Linked DNA regions of Ovis aries: all the other regions are linked to region 2. A link is a contact called in public Hi-C data. All regions are on one chromosome and are shown on one strand. The core of a region is the stretch at or near the end of the contact, and the rest is flanking DNA. Distances in the headings are between cores, read along the strand shown. Region 1 overlaps LPP (LIM domain containing preferred translocation partner in lipoma). Region 2 has its middle 180 kb from the start of TRNAS-GGA. Region 3 has its middle 100 kb from the start of LPP.

Evidence for each region. Hi-C and Micro-C count contacts between places; a contact is called where the count stands out from the background.
Region 1: a contact with region 2 is called in a Hi-C map of tail adipose tissue, with 4 times the contacts expected there. The contact joins two enhancer-like sites. A contact is called at or near these places in 3 of 16 Hi-C or Micro-C datasets (muscle and tail adipose tissue).
Region 3: a Hi-C map of hypothalamus shows a contact between it and region 2, with 4 times the contacts expected there. The contact joins two enhancer-like sites. A contact is called at or near these places in 3 of 16 Hi-C or Micro-C datasets (hypothalamus, skin fibroblasts and tail adipose tissue).

The regions. Positions count from the first base shown.
Region 1 is chr1:199,883,870-199,886,745 of ARS-UI_Ramb_v3.0, forward strand. The region is part of intron 2 of LPP (LIM domain containing preferred translocation partner in lipoma); the gene reads right to left. Among named protein-coding and RNA genes, the nearest start is that of LPP, 110 kb to the right of the region's middle. Within about 2 kb of position 1,267, at least 23 of the 54 cell types and tissues checked have an H3K27ac peak or open chromatin away from gene starts, as enhancers often do. A contact at or near this core is called in muscle and tail adipose tissue, where this site is marked.
Region 2 is chr1:199,178,328-199,181,166 of ARS-UI_Ramb_v3.0, forward strand. No RefSeq gene overlaps it. Among named protein-coding and RNA genes, the nearest start is that of TRNAS-GGA, 180 kb to the right of the region's middle. Within about 2 kb of position 1,409, at least 48 of the 54 cell types and tissues checked have an H3K27ac peak or open chromatin away from gene starts, as enhancers often do. A contact at or near this core is called in hypothalamus, muscle and tail adipose tissue, where this site is marked.
Region 3 is chr1:200,088,770-200,091,606 of ARS-UI_Ramb_v3.0, forward strand. No RefSeq gene overlaps it. Among named protein-coding and RNA genes, the nearest start is that of LPP, 100 kb to the left of the region's middle. Within about 2 kb of position 1,377, at least 39 of the 54 cell types and tissues checked have an H3K27ac peak or open chromatin away from gene starts, as enhancers often do. A contact at or near this core is called in hypothalamus, where this site is marked.

The DNA of each region.
Region 1 (2,876 bases), core at 17-2,516, 710 kb after region 2:
TTGAATGCCACGTTACTCCTCTCATACTGTTTCTGAGACAGCCTGTAAGCCTAACAATGGTACCAAGAATTCACTGAGATGACTGCTCAGTGCAGCTCAGTGAATGATAATGAGGTGCCGGCCACGTAAGGCACAGGTCCCAGCCCAGGTGTGGAAGCCTCGGGGCAGAGCAGCCCCATGAGAACAATCACTGGAGGGGAACCAGCCACAAGGCCTTCATCACACAGGATTTCAAAGCCAGTGTGAGGAAACCAGCAAGGGTCATGTCTCCCTCTGGGCCCATCTTCCTCATCTGTACAAGTGCCACTTTCTAAACCTTGAGACATCTCCAGAGAGGCAGGCAACTTGAAGAAGCCAGAACCACGGTCACCAGGGCTACCAGAAGTCCTGCAGTGCCCTGAATACAATGGTTTTCAAAGTAGGTTCCACAGGGGCATAGAGTTCTGGACGATAATATGGCAGTGCATGGAAGCCTATTTAACCATTTAACAACAGTCAATGACAGCATCACCATGCAGTTATGTTTCTGTTATTTTATATATAGCTATCTTCTGCTTTTCAATAGTTTTCTTTATACCACTTTGCTTTTATGAAAGACCTACATCAGTACCAGATTTCACTAAAGAAAGCTGAAGATTTTCGCTTTACTCCATTTTTGGCTCATGAACTGTTTTATAGGAACATTGTGCTTAAGAGAGAGCAGGGGAAATCTGTATTGGGATTTCCCATGAGGTTTCATGAGGGGTTTATAAAGGAAAGGTTATGAAAATACTAAGGCCCAATGAGTTCACTCTCCAAGGTCATATGACCAGTTAATTTCCAGACCACACAGACGTTTCTTGGATGAAGACCTGAGGATGAGGGGCTAATGAAGAACAAGAAGAGGGGGGTTAGAAGAGCTCCTGCAGGTACACACTAAAACTAGAGAGATCAGCTCAGCCCCCATAAAAGGTTGGAAATCTCTAGAAAGATTTGAGAAGCAAGTGTGGAGGATCATGGGAGCCATAAGGACACTTATCCCAGGTGTGGAAGTTCCTTAATGTCTCTCCTCCAGGCTCATCTCTGGGTCGTCACACCCAGGTGAGCCACCCTGGAAGGAAGCTCTTCCAGCCTGGCGATGGAGTCTTGAAGGAGAAGGGCGAAGCCGGGAAAGGAGCACACACACACTTTTTTCTGGCTCTTCAGACTGCGCTCTGGACGCTCAGGCTCAAGTCCCTCCTGGGCGCCAGTGGACTTCAGCTTCACATTCCTCCGCCTTTCCAGGGGCCAGATAGGAATAAGCGGATCCACGTCAGCCCAAGAGGAGTCTGGCGAAATCACAGGGAGGACTCTCCAATCTGCTTAGTAACGGCAACAGAAAGTGCTAAATAAGTGAGTCAAGAAATATTTCTGGAAGAGCTATTCAACTGGAATGCTTGGAGAGCCACCCGCATTGCAATAACTCGACCTGTCCTCATCTTTTAGAACACCCATGAGCCCGGGGTTTAAAAAAGGACTTCCCGGCTCCAGGGGCGGCCAAATAAATAAATAAACACATAGAAAGCTCTCGGCGGCTGATTGAAGTTATTAGGGAGAAAGTTATGTTCTCAATAAGTCTGTGCTTTCTCCCTCTCCCTCTCATTTCACATCTTTTTCCCCAACCACTTTCGGGAGTGAGCAGTTTGTCATGTTTCCAAGGGAAGCGACGCAGTCTCCTGCGCGGCAGATCCATCTAAAAACATATCATCTGTCTCTGCGGCAGAAAGCCCAGTTGGAAGAAGCAAGTTCTGTGCGTTCAACTAGAAAACACTTCTTGTTCTCGCTGTCAAAATAATTCTGTATTAAACTTCTGGGATATGTGACTAATGTGCTTGGAACCTTTTGGAGCGACTGGTTTATTTATTTTAGGGAGGGGAGGGCTGCTGCTGCTGCTGCTGCTGCTGCTGGGGGTGGGGAGAGGGAAGGGGAGGGAGGAGAGAAAGAAGAGAAAAGGAGGAGGAAAATGGGTGGGGAACCTTGAAGAGTGCCCAGGGTCTGCTCAGAGACCTCAGGTCGGCTCCCAGGAGCTGGCCTTGCCACACTTCATCATCACAAGCCGGACAAGGCCCCAGGCCAAGCAGGAAGAGGAAAGAAAAGACACAGAAAGACAGCCAGTGCACACTTCCCAGAGTGAAGGTTGCCTCACAGTTCCTAAAAAGACTCGGAAAATTAAAAAGTAGAAGCAAAACAAAACACACACATGCACCAGAGCAATCCTATCACAGCTTTTTCTAAAACTCATAACCACTCTCTACTGCTTACAATGAGGAAAAAATAATAATAAAAGCCCCAAACATACCATGGAGCTGAGGGGTGGGGAGGTGGGGTATAGCACTTCTATGACTTGGCACAAATGCCTCACCTCCACAGCTTGCCGCTCCCCGTTTTTCTAGGTCTTCCCAGGCCTCTGCTGTTCCCTTTGTCTTGAAGACGTACATCTAGCTTCCTTGTTTATTGAAGTCATATCCATATTTCAAGACTTTCAACACCACACCCTCCAGTGAAGCCTTCCCCAGCAGCAGCAAACAGAACCCTCTGCCCTTCCCTGCATCATTGATCAGTTTACAGCCAGCCTCCAGCTGATTATCAGTTGTCAACACACCAACCTACCCATCCCCTGACCCACCCTGCATCCCCAGAAGCCAGTCCCCCATAGCATACACATACACACACACCTGAGCCCTTCCAGTCAGAAGTCCAGTGTTCCTATCTCCCTCTCCCATATAGTTTGATATGTGCATACACCAAGCATTCAGTCAATGCCGGCCCACCACTGAAACTCCATGCCTTCCACAGCAAAGCATCTTTAGCAGTAAACTCCAGACACACACACACACACAAAAAAAAACCAGCTAAAA
Region 2 (2,839 bases), core at 159-2,658:
AACTGCACCATCTCTTTGGGTTTCAGTGCCATGAACTTTCTCTCTCTATCCAGCCTCGGGAGAAGTGGGTTTGGATATCAGGGGGAAGTATCTGTTTGGCAATCCAACAGGGCCAGACAGCTTGAGAGGGGTGGATTTTAGGGGCTACCCCCTTGTGAGTATTCAAACCTTTGAAGCTTCATGGTAAGACTACTTTATATTCCTATGTTTCTCAGGAGTATACACAGATCCGCAAGTTTGGACCTTGGGGCTTTCAGAGGAGTCAAAAGTCAGTGACACTAAGTCAGTCAGTGACAATAAGCAGAGCTTTGCAGTTTGCAAGTGACAGTCACTTTTGAGCCTCATGATTTTGCTAGATGGGTCAGGAAGGTGTTACTGCGGCCAGCAACTGACATATAAGGGAATGAAGGAGTAGACAAATGGATGACTCATCCAAGGTCACACAGTAAGTGACAGAGCTCAAGTCTCCTGGAGCCAGCCACGTACCCAGACAGCCACCCCACAGCCTGCTCTCAGAAAGGAGACCAGAGAGGAGAAAGGAAGAGAAGGCCACGTAGGAGGAGGGAAGGAGGCAGAGGGAGCATCGCAGAAGAGGAAGGGCAAACCCTCCCCTCTAGTCCTGGGATCTGGGATGGACCTAGAACCTGTTCCACTAATCCTTCCCCACCCCACTCCCATTTCTCCTCCAGGACCCAATTAAATGCGCCAGAGGCTGTGCGGTAGGCAAGGGCTGCCGGGTAACATCTTTCCAGAGGCGCGAGCTTGGCCCCGCGGGGTGGCCCGGCCTTTCAAAGGCCACTTGTACACTGGGACGCCGCGCAGGGGCGGCCAGAGAGCCCGGGCCAGGAGGAGGGGCTGGGCCTGCCTTTGGTGCCTAGAAATCAAAGCAGCCAACCTTGGGGCTTTTTCTTCCCCTCACACTGAGGCACTTTTATTGGCGAGATGAAGGGAGGCAGAGCGGGCCTACAGTCCTCGCTTTGCTTTTGGAGGTTAATGACCCAGTTAGCAGCTCTTGGCTGCGTTTCCGACATTTTGCAGACATCAAGCCCTGCGTCTCTGCCAAGTACATTCTGTTCCCTGGAGCTCATCCAATGCATCTCAGATTACTATGTAATGCGACAAAGAGGGAGAGGTGGCTGGGAGGGGCGGCGGGGAGGGCGGGGGAGCAGGCGGGAGCGGGGAGGGCGGGACGCCAGAGTAGCCGGGTGGGGTTAAGGGGGATGCCACCCCCAATACAGCCACCCTTCTTGATAGGGGGCCCCAAGGTGAGGGTGCGGAGGGGGGCCCCGTGTCCAGGCAGTAAGTGAAGGAATCCTGCGGCTGGGAGCCAAGCCCCTAGCCCGGGGCTAGTGCAGGGTGAAGGCTGCGGGAGACTCCGCGGGCGGAGGGCGGGGAACAGACTGGAAGGGGGTGGGGCTAAGGGATAGGCCCTGCCCCCTGCAGCGCCAGCTGCCTGTGCAGCCCGCTCTCTAATTATAGACGTGAATGGAAAGCGGCAGCTTTTGAATGATTGTGTTGCTCACGCTGCCTTTGGAGGCTGAGGAGCAGGTGCTGCCCCGCTAGATACAAAGTGATTCATTTAACAGCCCTCTTGTCACGCACACACACTCACCGACGTACACGAAACCTCTGGCTTTATCCCACTACTGCCAGGCAGTGGTTCCAAAATTGGTTTAAGAGGCCTGGGCCCCGGGGGTCTGGGGCAAAGACTGTGGTGTTTTTCCTGTCTCTTTCATTCATCCGTCGAAAACTCCCCTTGAATGAGAAAATCCTTAGACTTTTGCAACCTTTGGGAAAGTAGCATCTTATTTTACAGATGGAGAAACTGAGGCTGGGAGAGAAGCTCGGGTGCCCTCGGGACATAGGATGAATCAATGCAGAGCTGAGAGAACCCGATCTCCCAATGGCCTCTCCCTTTCCCTCACCAGGCTGGAACCTGAGCAGCGTTCACTTCAATGACATTAATTTCCAGGCGTGGATCTCAACTCCATTCATCCATCCTCCCCTCTCCTTTCTCCCTGGGCTGCTCCCCCATCCTAGCCAGCACCTCCACCCACTCCCACACAAAACTTGCTAGTGCTGCCGATCCTCACTGGTAGGTTTAACAGTTCCAGAGCTGGAAACTGGGTAACTGAAAACCATGCCCATCTTCCTGTCAGGTATGTGTGAGTCCATCTGCTGTGCCTTCCATCAGCATAACTGCCTCATGAGGAACTGCAGAGGAGGCAATCCTAGACTCGCCTTCCTCAGTGTCTCACCTGTCTGTACGTCCACAGTGGGCCAAGCACACTCATGAGCTTCATGGCCACAGAAGCACAGTAGCAAGTCGTATGGAGTGTCAGCGAGGGACCTGACTTGTTCACAGTCGTCTGCTGGTGAGTGACCAACTTGGGAGCCACACTTGGGACTCCCCCCCTTGTCCTAGGGTGCGTCCAGTACTCATACTGTGGTCTTCCAGGGGAGCAAAGATCCACCTAGCCAGAGAGAGGAGTTGCTCAAAGTGACCTGGGCATCTCCAGCATGGCCATCGGCCTCGCTCCCTATGGCCTTGGATCACTACCCCCATATTCTCACCTCTACCCAAGTCCAGAGTATGAAACTGGGCACAAACAGCTGCAACTTTCCCCAGTGCCAGAAGTCTCCAAGGCCACTCATTGCTCCTGACTCCAAAAACCAAGGCCAGCTTCACTCACTTCTGGGACTAATCTAGCCCTTACCTTTGCTGACCACTCTGGACTTAACTCTAGGTCTGTCTCCCATGTGCGCTCAAGATCTCCACCAGATGTATGAATAAAGAAGCAACAACAAGTAGCACACTGGAAAAAAAGAGAGAGAGAGA
Region 3 (2,837 bases), core at 127-2,626, 910 kb after region 2:
ATGATGGGATAATTCCTCAAACCCCTTTTAGTCCCCAGCACTGGCATTCTAAGGACCAATAATATCTTTGATACATGTTAAACATGTGAGATGGGTTTCCCTGGTGGCTCAGTGGTAAAGAATCTGCCTGCTAATGCAAGAGATGTGGGTTTGATCCCATATTCAGGAAGATCCCCTGGAGGAGGAAATAGCAACCCACTCCAGAATTCTTACCTGGGAAATCCCTTGGACAGAGGAGCATGGAGGGCTACAGTTCATGGGGTTGCAAAAGAGAAGCAAAAGACACAACTTAGCAACTAAACAACAACAAACACCCAAGGGCTTCAGTGAATCCAGGATTCAGGATCTAGAACTGGGCAGATGGGTAAGGTTATAATGGCATCACAAAGAGTAGAATTTGGAGTGAAAAGCAGCATGGTACAGTTGTTACCCTTCACAGGTGCACAGCCCTTCATAGTTCACATAGTATTTGCACATCAGTTGTCTCTTGAGGGCTTGTGAGCTCTGTGCATTTCGATATTTACACAATGACCTTCCATGAAGTGACATGAGTGTGCCTGGTACAGTGGTTGAGCTCCGGAATATAAAGAGGATCCATTTGAGCCTCAAGAAGCTCAAGCCCTGGTGAAGGAAAAGGCAGGTAAACATATCAGAGCAATTGCAAAATGGGAAGCCTCTTAGAGAGGTACATGCAAATGTTGAGGAGAGAAGAAACGATTCACTTTTCCGGGGGTGGGGAGGAAGTGGCATTGTTAGGGTGGGGCTCTGCAGGTGGAGTTCCCCGGGCCTTTAATCCAGGTCTTTCTACCTGCTAGGCTCCTGTTCAGGCTAGAGAGAAAGCCAGTAGGGGAGAGGGGAGGAGTTTGGGGAACCTGGCCCGGGGGAGCAAGCAGAGGTGAAGCTACGAAGGTAGATTTGCTGGGAAGGACTGTGAATGCAATGCAAAGAATTTGGACCCCGTGGCAATGAGATCTTCATTTTCCAGATGAGGAGCCAGGCTCACAGGAGTCCAGAGCTACCCTGAAGCCACAGGCACCAGGAAGGGACCTGCAGGGTCGGCCCAAGCCAGCGCCCTGCCGCTCCTTCTGCTACCCTGTGCTGCCTCCAGCAGGCCTGAGCCGAGCAGCCCCTGCGTGGGAGAGGCCCTGGGCTGTTTATCCGGCTGGGCTCCGTGGGGCTGGCGCTGGCAGGGAATGGAAGTGGGTGGGGTGGGGGCCGGGGAGGAGAGGAGGGGCCTGACAACAAGGGCGACATTCAAGGCCTGCGCTGGAGCCGGGCGAGGAGAATGGAAAGCTACAGTCTGTCGGAGCGTCCAGCCTTGGCAGGGCGGTCGGGGCCTTATAAGGAAATGTTGTTCTCTCTCAGCCAGTGGGGCTGGGACGGAGCCCTGTGCCCACAGGACAGAGCTGCCCTTGTGGGGGGAGCAGGGGTGCCACCCGCCCCTGGGCTGTGAGCGCCGTGAGCCGGGGCTCTCAATGGGCCACTTCTGCATGCTCAGCATTCCCTCTCAGGCCCAGCAGGCCAGCGGCCCCCACCCCCTGAACGCCCTCCCCCTCCCTGGTGCCCCGGGCTGATTGGAGGAAAGGAAAAAAACAAAACAAAACAAAGACTTGGCCAGATTTCAGACCTCGATGATGTTTGATGCCGAATTACCCTGAAAACAGGCTCAAGTCAAATTCCCTCCTGTCTCTGCAGGGGGAGGGATGTCTCTGTGCCCTATGTCCAGGGCCTGCACCCAGCCTCCTCCTAGTGACCACAGGACTCCCAGAGCTGGGCCCTGTCGTGGGCGCAGAAACACAGGAGGAGGAAGGCTGGAGCTGGTGGGCAGAGCCACGAGTGCGCTCCTGGGAGCAGGACGGCTCTTCAGGGTCCTTCCCAGTGGGCTTGGGACACTCGGGAGGGTGCAGAGGAAAAACATGGCCACCCACAAGCAAAGGAGAGGGCTCCTCAGGAGAGAGAGGTCAGCATCCATCACTGCTCCACGGCGGTGCAGTGAGGGATGATTTGAAGCACTGATCTCTAAAGGGAGCTCCCTGGACCTGGGACCGAAGAAGAAGAGATGCTTGTCTGGCCTTTTGCTTTGCCTATTCATAGACTCACAGGTGTATGAAACCCTGGAGCTGCTGGGAAAGAGGTCAGCCAGTCAGCTCTCCACCTAAAGCTAACTTGGCAGACCTGCAGGGGGCCTGTGCTCTAGGTGACCCTGTGTGCCAGCTGTCGTGGGCCACACTAAGGGCCGAGTCATGAGAGGCACCCAGGGAACAAAATGTGAAGGAGAAGGTTACGAACCCTGAGAAAAATACAGAAAAAAGGCTCTTAGAGTTGACAGAGGGAAATTCCTCTTGAATAGGTGATCAGAGCAGTGGACACGAAAGGTCAGGGTGAAGAGAAGACCTTTGGGGTGAAGAGAAGATCTTTGGGGTGCAGAAAGGCTCAGAGTTCAAGAAGTGACATTCTGAAAGCTTGGAGAGTGAGGGAGATCGTTTCCAGGGGAGAGGCTGGTGTGGGCGGGCAGGAAGGATGGGGAGGCTTGGGGCTGGCTAGGTTCCTGGATGGGCATACTGGTGTGCGCAGCTGGCACTAGGGTTAGCACCAGACTTTGGAGGCCCTGAGTGTCAGAAGGAAGAAGGGACTCAAGTGACAGATAGCTGGGAGCTGCAGAAGGGTTTTGAGAGTCAGAGAGGCTGGGCATTAGGCAGTGTGATCGGGTAGCAGAGGCAGAAAGAAGCACCGTTCTCTTCACTTCAGTCAAGTCAGGGCAGCGTTCCTTCCACAGGCAGAGGCTGACGTGGGCCATAAAGGTCTGGAGGCTTGGTTCTCTGCCTGGGCCACCCAGA